Regions from separate parts of the Danio rerio genome. Here region 1 is linked to region 2. The links are chromatin contacts, called in public Hi-C maps. All regions are on one chromosome and are shown on one strand. Each heading gives the region's core, a stretch centred on a gene start, on an enhancer-like site or on the middle of the called end of the contact. The rest is flanking DNA. Distances are from core to core; before and after follow the strand shown. Region 1 holds the start of sts (steroid sulfatase (microsomal), isozyme S). Region 2 holds the start of inab (internexin neuronal intermediate filament protein, alpha b).

What was found. Hi-C and Micro-C count contacts between places; a contact is called where the count stands out from the background.
Region 1: a Hi-C map of hematopoietic stem cells shows a contact between it and region 2, with 1.9 times the contacts expected there. The contact joins the promoter of sts here to the promoter of inab in region 2. A contact is called at or near these places in 2 of 18 Hi-C or Micro-C datasets (hematopoietic stem cells and an unstated tissue) and 1 of 4 datasets of contacts at active chromatin or transcription factors (embryo).

What each region holds. Positions count from the first base shown.
Region 1 is chr1:35,613,680-35,617,852 of GRCz12tu, reverse strand. sts (steroid sulfatase (microsomal), isozyme S) reads right to left here and starts at 2,041. Exons shown (of 10, transcript XR_012407024.1): 1 at 1,950-2,041; 2 at 432-588; 3 at 1-79. The region is part of intron 1 of LOC141385860; the gene reads left to right.
Region 2 is chr1:35,432,738-35,437,011 of GRCz12tu, reverse strand. It overlaps inab (internexin neuronal intermediate filament protein, alpha b), which reads right to left and starts at 1,450. Exons shown (of 3, transcript NM_131032.2): 1 at 396-1,450. The coding sequence starts at 1,427. All of the region lies in intron 1 of LOC141385860, which reads left to right.

The DNA of each region.
Region 1 (4,173 bases), core at 792-3,291, 180 kb before region 2:
GGGAGTGCAGAGTGGCGCAGCAGCAATGTGTTGGGTCAGTTTCACCCCTTCCAGAGCCAGTCTGTCAATGTTGGGCGTCCTGCAGGTCAGGACAACAACAAAACAAAACCTCATTGTGCCTGTGAGATAAAAGTCTATTCCTCTATGTTATATATCTTTTTTCATCTTTAAAACATAGCCTTATATGAACCAAGCAAAAGGAAAATCCCTTCCATATCAAATCCACTGATCTTAAATCAATCTTACACAGCAACATTTAATGCTCTGGGATCTAACTGACACTGAGGGCCTTACTGTACATTATTTCACATGATGAACACATACTGCTGGCTATAAGCAGTCATGTGGATTTTCTGTCAGGCCTCAGAATAAGAAATAAAAAGTTAAAAAGGAAATTAATTGATATTTTGTTTGTATTTTAATGAATAAACCTGAGAGTTGTGTTTCCATAGCATCCAAGGTCTCCAATTCCTAAATCGTCCACCATCATAAAGACAAAATTAGGTTTTGTACCACTGCCGGCATCAGCAGTATAGAGCAGCAGACAGAAAGTGCAGGGAATCCATTGAAAGGATTTCATTGTACAGCCTGAAAGTGAAAGAAGGCAATAAAAACGAAAAATAGATGGACAAAGAACATGTGGTGTCCTTCAACATTTAAACTGAAAAAAAAAAACCATGGGTATATATATATACACACACACACACACACACACACACACAGAGAGAGAGAGAGAGAGAGAGAGAGAGAGGGGGAGAGAGAGAGAGAGAGAGAGAGAGAGAGAGAGAGAGAGAGAGAGAGAGAGAGAGAGAGAGAGAGAGAGAGGGGTCAAAAAGGTAAACTGTCAACAGTCATTTAATCACCAGTGAAAACTCACTGGGTGCTTTAATGACAAATTGCATTAGCTTTCATTTTTGTTTTCCACATTTTTAACTTACATTTATTTTTTTAAATTAATTAAATGTTTTACTTTAAATAAAGTAATAACTGTGTTACTTGTTTTCATCATCTTTGTTTTCCCCCACAAAAACTTATTTTCATTTCATATTAGTTTAATTATTAGTTTAAGTAATTATACCATTTGAACTTTTATTTAATTTATTTTAATTAGCCAACAATCGCATTTGTTTTGTTCACTATTGTTTTGTATTAACGTTTCATTTGATATGTGACTGTGGATCACGAAAACAATCTTATGTTGCACAGGTATATGTGGAAATGAATGGGTCAAAATGTTCCTTTTAAGGCAAAAATAATTACAATATTAAGTAAATATAATATTCTATGCGGAAATTTTGTACATGTCCAACTGCAAATATTAAAAACTTATATAACAAATTATTATACATATAATTAGCATTTTTGTTAATTTAATTCTTAACTTAATTCTCAAAATTTTTTTTAGCCCTCAGATTCCAGATTTTCAAAAAGTTGTCCTACCATAACACAAACCTTACATCAATTAGGCTAGAAATGTATTTGTTATGCTTACAGTGATGTATGAATCTAAATTTCCAAAAAAAATGACACCTGACTAGTTTTGTTGTCCAGTGTCACGTATTATATATTTTCAACCAGCACTGAATTTTTTTAACTAATTTGTTAATTTATGTTTAAATTATACTATTCAAAAATGTTAGTGTTACCTGTTTTTATTTTATGTGATTTTTCAAATATTTTTACTTTGTTTTCATTTTTTTATTTCATATTTTATTTTATTTGATTTGTTTTGATTAGCAAAAAAAATAAATAAATAAATTATGGAAATTATCGAAAATGATGTATAAACAGTAACTCTGGTGAAGGCTCTGAAAACCTTGTACAGTATTGTGCCTATCAAACTAGTGTACTGTAGTGCAATGGTCGCTCTTCCACGCAATAACATTCAATGTATCACCCCGTTTTTGAATATATAAATATTTAAAAGCTGAACTATTACGAATGCCTACCTGCACCCTGGACGGGATAGATCACTTAGGCTTGTCAGAAACGTAAATCTATCCGCAGATGTCAGTTAATGCTCAACATGCTCTAGTCTAGTGTAGAGTAAACATTCAGGTTGATGATATAAGGAAGTTGAGCGCGATAAAACCACGTGCTTCACGCACGTTAGATTGATTGGTCAACAGACAAAATACCTTTTTTTCTAGACGCAATCATCCCCGGAAATATACAAAACGAGTCTGCTCTAAATAGTAAAAAGTGCATTTTCACGAAGCCTATTCTCTCCAATGAAGAGGTCTCTGCTAACTTGAGACTTTCTCCTTTGTGTAAGTTTGCCTGCAGCCCACACGCTGAGTTTAAAATTGTTGGTTTTCAGGGAAACAGCGCCACCTCTTGATTACATAAGGCAGCCGTTCTCTATGTAGTATTATTATAGTGTATAGTCTTTGTCTACAGCAGTTTTGAGACAGACAATGCCATGAGCTCGTCAAAACAACATTTACAACCAACAATTTAGCTGCATATTAACATACAATTTTTATTTAAGTTTTAACTTTTAAACCCCACACTCTGAATTTGCTCTTTGAGATTTGTCTCCATCATTGTGTGCAATTTTTTATTTGATATATATATATATATATATATATATATATATATATATATATATATATATATATATATATATATATATATATATATATATTAGGCTAAGAGCAGAGTATGCAATATCAATTCACAGATCTAGTTCATACAAAAAGCAGCATGGAGTTGTTCTTCTGGTAACTTAGCTATAGCAGTTCCTGTGACATAATTACTATTGTACTATCATATTAAATAATAATAAATTAGTAATGTTGTAGATAAGTAATTATTATTTAAAATATTATATTTTGAGCCACCAAAAAACAGTTTATTGCTTTCATTTTCCACCAACAATTAAAGTCATGCATCTTTGAAATAGATAAGGATGTAAGTTAACTCAACTTTTATTTTATGGTGAAGTATGCAAAGCCATACACCCAAAATATTATTTTAATTACTTTTATTTAAGTTAATATTACTCAGTTCTGCTCTTTTGCTCTCATTCATTCTCTTTCCACATTATCTCTGTGGTATTTTTCCATTAAATTGACTAGATCCACCCACCCACGTATTTTAGAATAACGTTTATTCTGCAGTATCCAGTCTTATTAACTGCATTACTCTTCTGTTAAACTTGGAGGCCACAGGAGCATCTGAGGGTCGCTGGCTAATTTTCATGCTCAAACGCTCAGACTACACTGTGAGATGCTTGCCAACAGTTGAATTGGAGCACATTTCACACTATAGTACATCAAAATGGAAACGCTAACTATGCTAAACAGCATAAACCCCATCCAGGGCCATTTCCGCAGGTTTGATTGTATGCAAATCTGGCTTATGGCCATAAACGTGCCAGCTGCCTTTACCGTCTGACATGAATCCCTGATTAATTGTGTATGCTAGTTATAAAACACCCCTCCCATAGCTTGCTTCCTTACACAAGTGCATGAGCAGTTTGTTGATACCATACATTACATTGTTTTACAACATTACTGTGTCTTAAAGTTAAGTGTTCCCTTCATGGGCCTCATGCATCTCACAGACAATGACCGCTGGGGATCATTTGGTAAAACAATAATGCTAAATACTCTTACATGAGGTGCAGTCTAAAGAAACTATTCAACGCAACCGCACAGAGAGCTAAAGATGTCGTTGGATACTTTTATTCAAGAAAATGCATGGAGAGCTACTCCTAGAATACAATGATCAACACATTTTAGGTATGGGGAAAAGATGATGTCTAATAGTGGCACTTTAATTTCTTCCAACAGCTATTTTGATTAGATGAAAGGAATATAGTGTGCATGATATGTATTATTAACTCATCATTGATGTTTTCTAACGTATCTCACATGCTATATTGCTATATACTATATGCTATATACATTGCTCATTGGTTAATGAATTGTCCACCTAGTACATACTTGAACCTTTATTCTGTAATCATACGTGTTCAGTTTTTTCAGTTATTTTTATTTTGTGTTGCAACGTAAGGTATGATATTCTCTAATTTTTGTGTTTCTTCTTTATTTATATATAAACATTTTTAAACAAAATATATAAATTATATAAACAAAAAGGAGACTATAATATCACTGATACATACAGTATAAAACTAGTGTGATCTTGCAAAGCTAGAACTTAATG
Region 2 (4,274 bases), core at 201-2,700:
TTATTATTTTGCATGAAATTTGGATTACGTTTTAGAGTTAACAAATGTCAGCAAAAAATTAATGGTTTAATTATAAATGTCTCTTTTTTAAACTTAGATTTAGTTTGAAGTAGCTTAGTTTTAGCACCATGGACAGAGAAGCAGTAACATTTAGTCAGTGCGGTCACGCCCATTTCACAGACACCTTTTGTCTGCTGTCTGAATAACTGGAGCGCAAGTATCTACCGGTGATTACCTAATGATATAACTGGGGATACAATTATATCAAATGATTGTTTTAAGAAAACATGTTCACAATTTTTAATGAAATAAATAAAACAGAGAAATTCTTTACTGAAATGACATCATCCTTTAACTCTGTTGAACAAGTGCGAAATGAAAACTGGAAAACCAACCTGGTAGCCCATGATCTCGGCGTTGTGCCTGTCCTCCATCTCATGAATCTGCCTTTCAAGAGATTCATTTGTACCCCTCAGACTCTCGATCTCGATGGTCTTGGACTGCAGCTGCCTCCTGAACTCGTTGAGCTCCTCCCTGCTAGCGCGAATGACCTCGTTGCTCTTGTTGGCCTGTTCGCTAAGGTCGGCGAACTTGGACTTGTACCACTCTTCAGCCGACTGCAAGTTCTTGCTCGCCATTGCTTCATACTGGCCGCGAATATCCTTTAGGGCGGAGGTGAGGTCGGGTTTGGCCACTTCCATCTCCACGGACACCTGGCTAGCCTGGATCATGTTCATGAGCTCGGCCACCTCCTCCTCGTGCACCTTCCTTAAAAAGTTGATTTCATCCAGAAGGGATTCGACCTTTTTCTCCAGGTCTAGACGCACCATGGAGGCGTTGTCCACGTCCTTCTTGAAAGCTCTCAGGGTTTGCTCGGCCTCCTCGCGCATTCTCATCTCTTCCTCAAACTTCTCGTGAAGTTTCTGTAGGTCTTCCTCGATACTGTCGCGCTCGAACATCATCTGGTTCTTCTCGGCGTTGAGTTCCTCGAGTTGGGAGCGCAGCTCGCGGATCTCCTGCTGGTAAAGTTCGGCCAGACGGGACGGTTCTGTCTGGCGCTGGCGCAGAGTCACGAGTTCGGTTTCCAGCACTTTATTGTGCTGCTCCAGATTGCGAACTTTCTCAATGAACATCGCGAAACGGTCGTTGAGCCCTTGCATCTGCTCCTTCTCATTGGTGCGGATGATTTTAAACTCATTGTTAAGCACGGTACTCTGGGTGAAATCGAAGCTGTCCAGAGAAGAAGACGGGAAGCCAGATCGGGTGGAGCGCTTGTAGGAGCTTGGGATGTTGGGGCGGTTCACAGACTGGGATTTAAACCCGCTCCGGGAGCTGCTCAGCCGGGATGGAGAGGCTGAGAAACGGGTGGAATCTCCGAAGATCTTCCGGTAGGAAGAGGCAGAGTAGATGTCGGATCCGTAGCTCATCTTGGCGTTTGACGATAAGGAGCAGAACTCCGGCGGCGTCTCCTTTTATAGCAGGACCGTCCCAATCAATAATTTAGCCACGCTTCTCCTCGCATCAACCTTCCTCACTGCAGATGTTTTAGGTGGACAGAGCCCAAAGAAATGTGACGAATAAGCTGATCTATGGGTTATTTTAACTTTAAAGGGGCAAATAATGATTTCTGTCTATTGAGGATGTTCACACAATCCTTCAGGCTGGAAACTCGATAGCAGCGGGCGGATGGAACTGTCCATTTTGGCGCAGTGCTGATGTCAGCAAAATACCTACGTTAATCACACTCATGGCACATCTGAAGAATACCTATATATTGCTTAATCTCTAAAAAATGACATCTATCCAAAACACACCCAACAATATTGTAACATTGTGATAAATCCAAAGATAAGGATATTATATTATATTATATTATATATATATAAATATAATAATAATATTAATAATAACAATAATAATAATAATAATAATAATAATAATAATAATAATAATAATAATAATAATGCATTATGTAATGTTGAGGAGCCATGGGGGCATTAACAGTCAGAAAATGGGCTAGCATTAAAACTAATTTTGCCTAGGCCCCTGGCTGCATTCATTCCTAATTCAACGACGAGATCATTTAGTTCAACTTTAATCAGTGGTGCAATGGTCGTTGCACATGATTCTGGGAATGTCTTTTTCTCTGTAAAAATATAAAGTAATAGTTTACGCAATAAATTTGTTTGACTTGTAGGTAAATATATTTTAAAAACATGAAGCAAACTTTGTGTACTTTATTTAAAGCAATTTTACAACCGTACAGTTATTTATTACTTATATGTTCAGTTTTTATAGAAGTAATGGTTTACTTTTGTTTGTTTCACACCAAACAAAAATTCAAGACTAATAAAACTATGGCTTAACCTTTTTCAGTCTCAACGTTGTTGAAAAAGTTAGATTTTTACCAATAAATATATTTTGTATATTGTGAATATAAAAACATAATAATTGATTAAACTGGAACCTACTAAAAAGTTTCAAGTCTTTGGGCGACACAAAAGAGGTTGTCTTTCGTCTACGAGTAGTTATCCAAGGCTGCCATCTGTTGGCAGATTGAAAGCATAGAGACAACATTTAGCATCTGATTTTATCCAAAGCGATTTAACAACTGAAGCAATCAATCTATTGTAACAAACAATGAGAAGTTTGGCAAACTGTTCATGTATTGCCTTGTTGAATGTTATTAGTTTAGTGTTATTGGGGCAGATTTTTTTTGTAATATAATTTGATATGATAATATAATTATCATATCATATAAAAAAAGACTTGTATTTCAATGCAGACAATACAGCAAACATTATAAAATGTGTTCCTCATGATTTTACTGATTAATTTTACTTTAACTTATTTAATTGTATTTAATTAATTTAATTTTAATTTAATTTAATTTTATTTTATTTATTTAATTTATTTAATTTATTTAATTTATTTAATTTAATTTTAATTTTATTTATTTATTTATTTTATTTATTTATTTTTCAAAGTAAACACATATCCAATTTTGGTTCGTGCAACACATTCTAAAAAAGTCTCCATGACAACCATCAGATGCTATCTACAAGCCAACAAGCTGTTTAAGAGGTAGGCAAACATAAACAACTGGAGTTTGTAGAACCGTGTGCTTTGGTAAGATGGGACTAAGTTAAGTGGGTCTTGTAAAAAACAAAAGATGTGCATGCAAAAACAAACAGACAAACTAACTTTTATCACTATGTGAAGTATGGTAGAGGATCTGTGATGTTGTGGGTCTGTTTCTCTTCCAAAGAACCATGTTAGGGTGTAAGGCATCACCTGGACATTTTTTTTTAATCAAAACCTGATGCCAGAACGCTGAAGATGGGTCATCGCTGGGTCTTTCAGCACAATACTAATCTAATACATGTGGTAAAATCTACAGTAAACACAAAATCAACAAAATCAAGACACAAAATCAAGATCCTCACATGGCCTATCCATCTCCAGATCTCAACCGAATTGAAAGCCTGTGGGATGTGCTGAAGAAAAGAGTAGTTTTAGAGATATTTCTCTTTTTATTATTTTTTTTACTGTTGTTGTTTATTTTTCTGTTTTATGTAAATCTATAAAATAATACAATTAAAAAGTAGATTTACAGTGCTCAGCATTTCTACAGTGCTCAGAGTACCTCTGTCACAAATCTCTCTTTTAAATTATAATTTTCTATAGAATGCTTTACAATATTGTATTTCTGCATATACATTAGATTAGTCAGTATTGAAGCCATATTTGGAGCTAATCTAATAAAATAAACTACAATGGGCAGTACTAATAAATATATTTTTTAAAAATTTACTTGAAGTACACTTATTTTCATTAGGGTATGCATTCACAGTAGAGTATGATGGGGCAGTTTAGCTGTTTTCATGAAGTCTAAAATATCTCATATTAAAATGTCTAGAAGCTAAACGATTTTTTTTTCTCTAAATATCCCCTAAAAAAATGTTACCGTGCATCCGGAAAGTTTTCATATCGCTTCACTTTTTTTCCGCATTTTTAAGGCAAGGCAAGGCAAGGCAAGTTTATTTATATAGCACATTTCATACACAGTGGCAATTCAAAGTGCTTTACATAAACAGGAATAAAAAAGACACGTTTAGGACATAAAATGCAGACAATAAAAATGATTAAAAACAGATAAAAACAATTTAAAATGTGTTAAAATAGGTTATAAAAGAATAAAAAAGAAAACGAAAAAACATAATAGTGCGATCTGACGGACGTAGCACAGTACTCATACAGTAAAGGCACAGCTA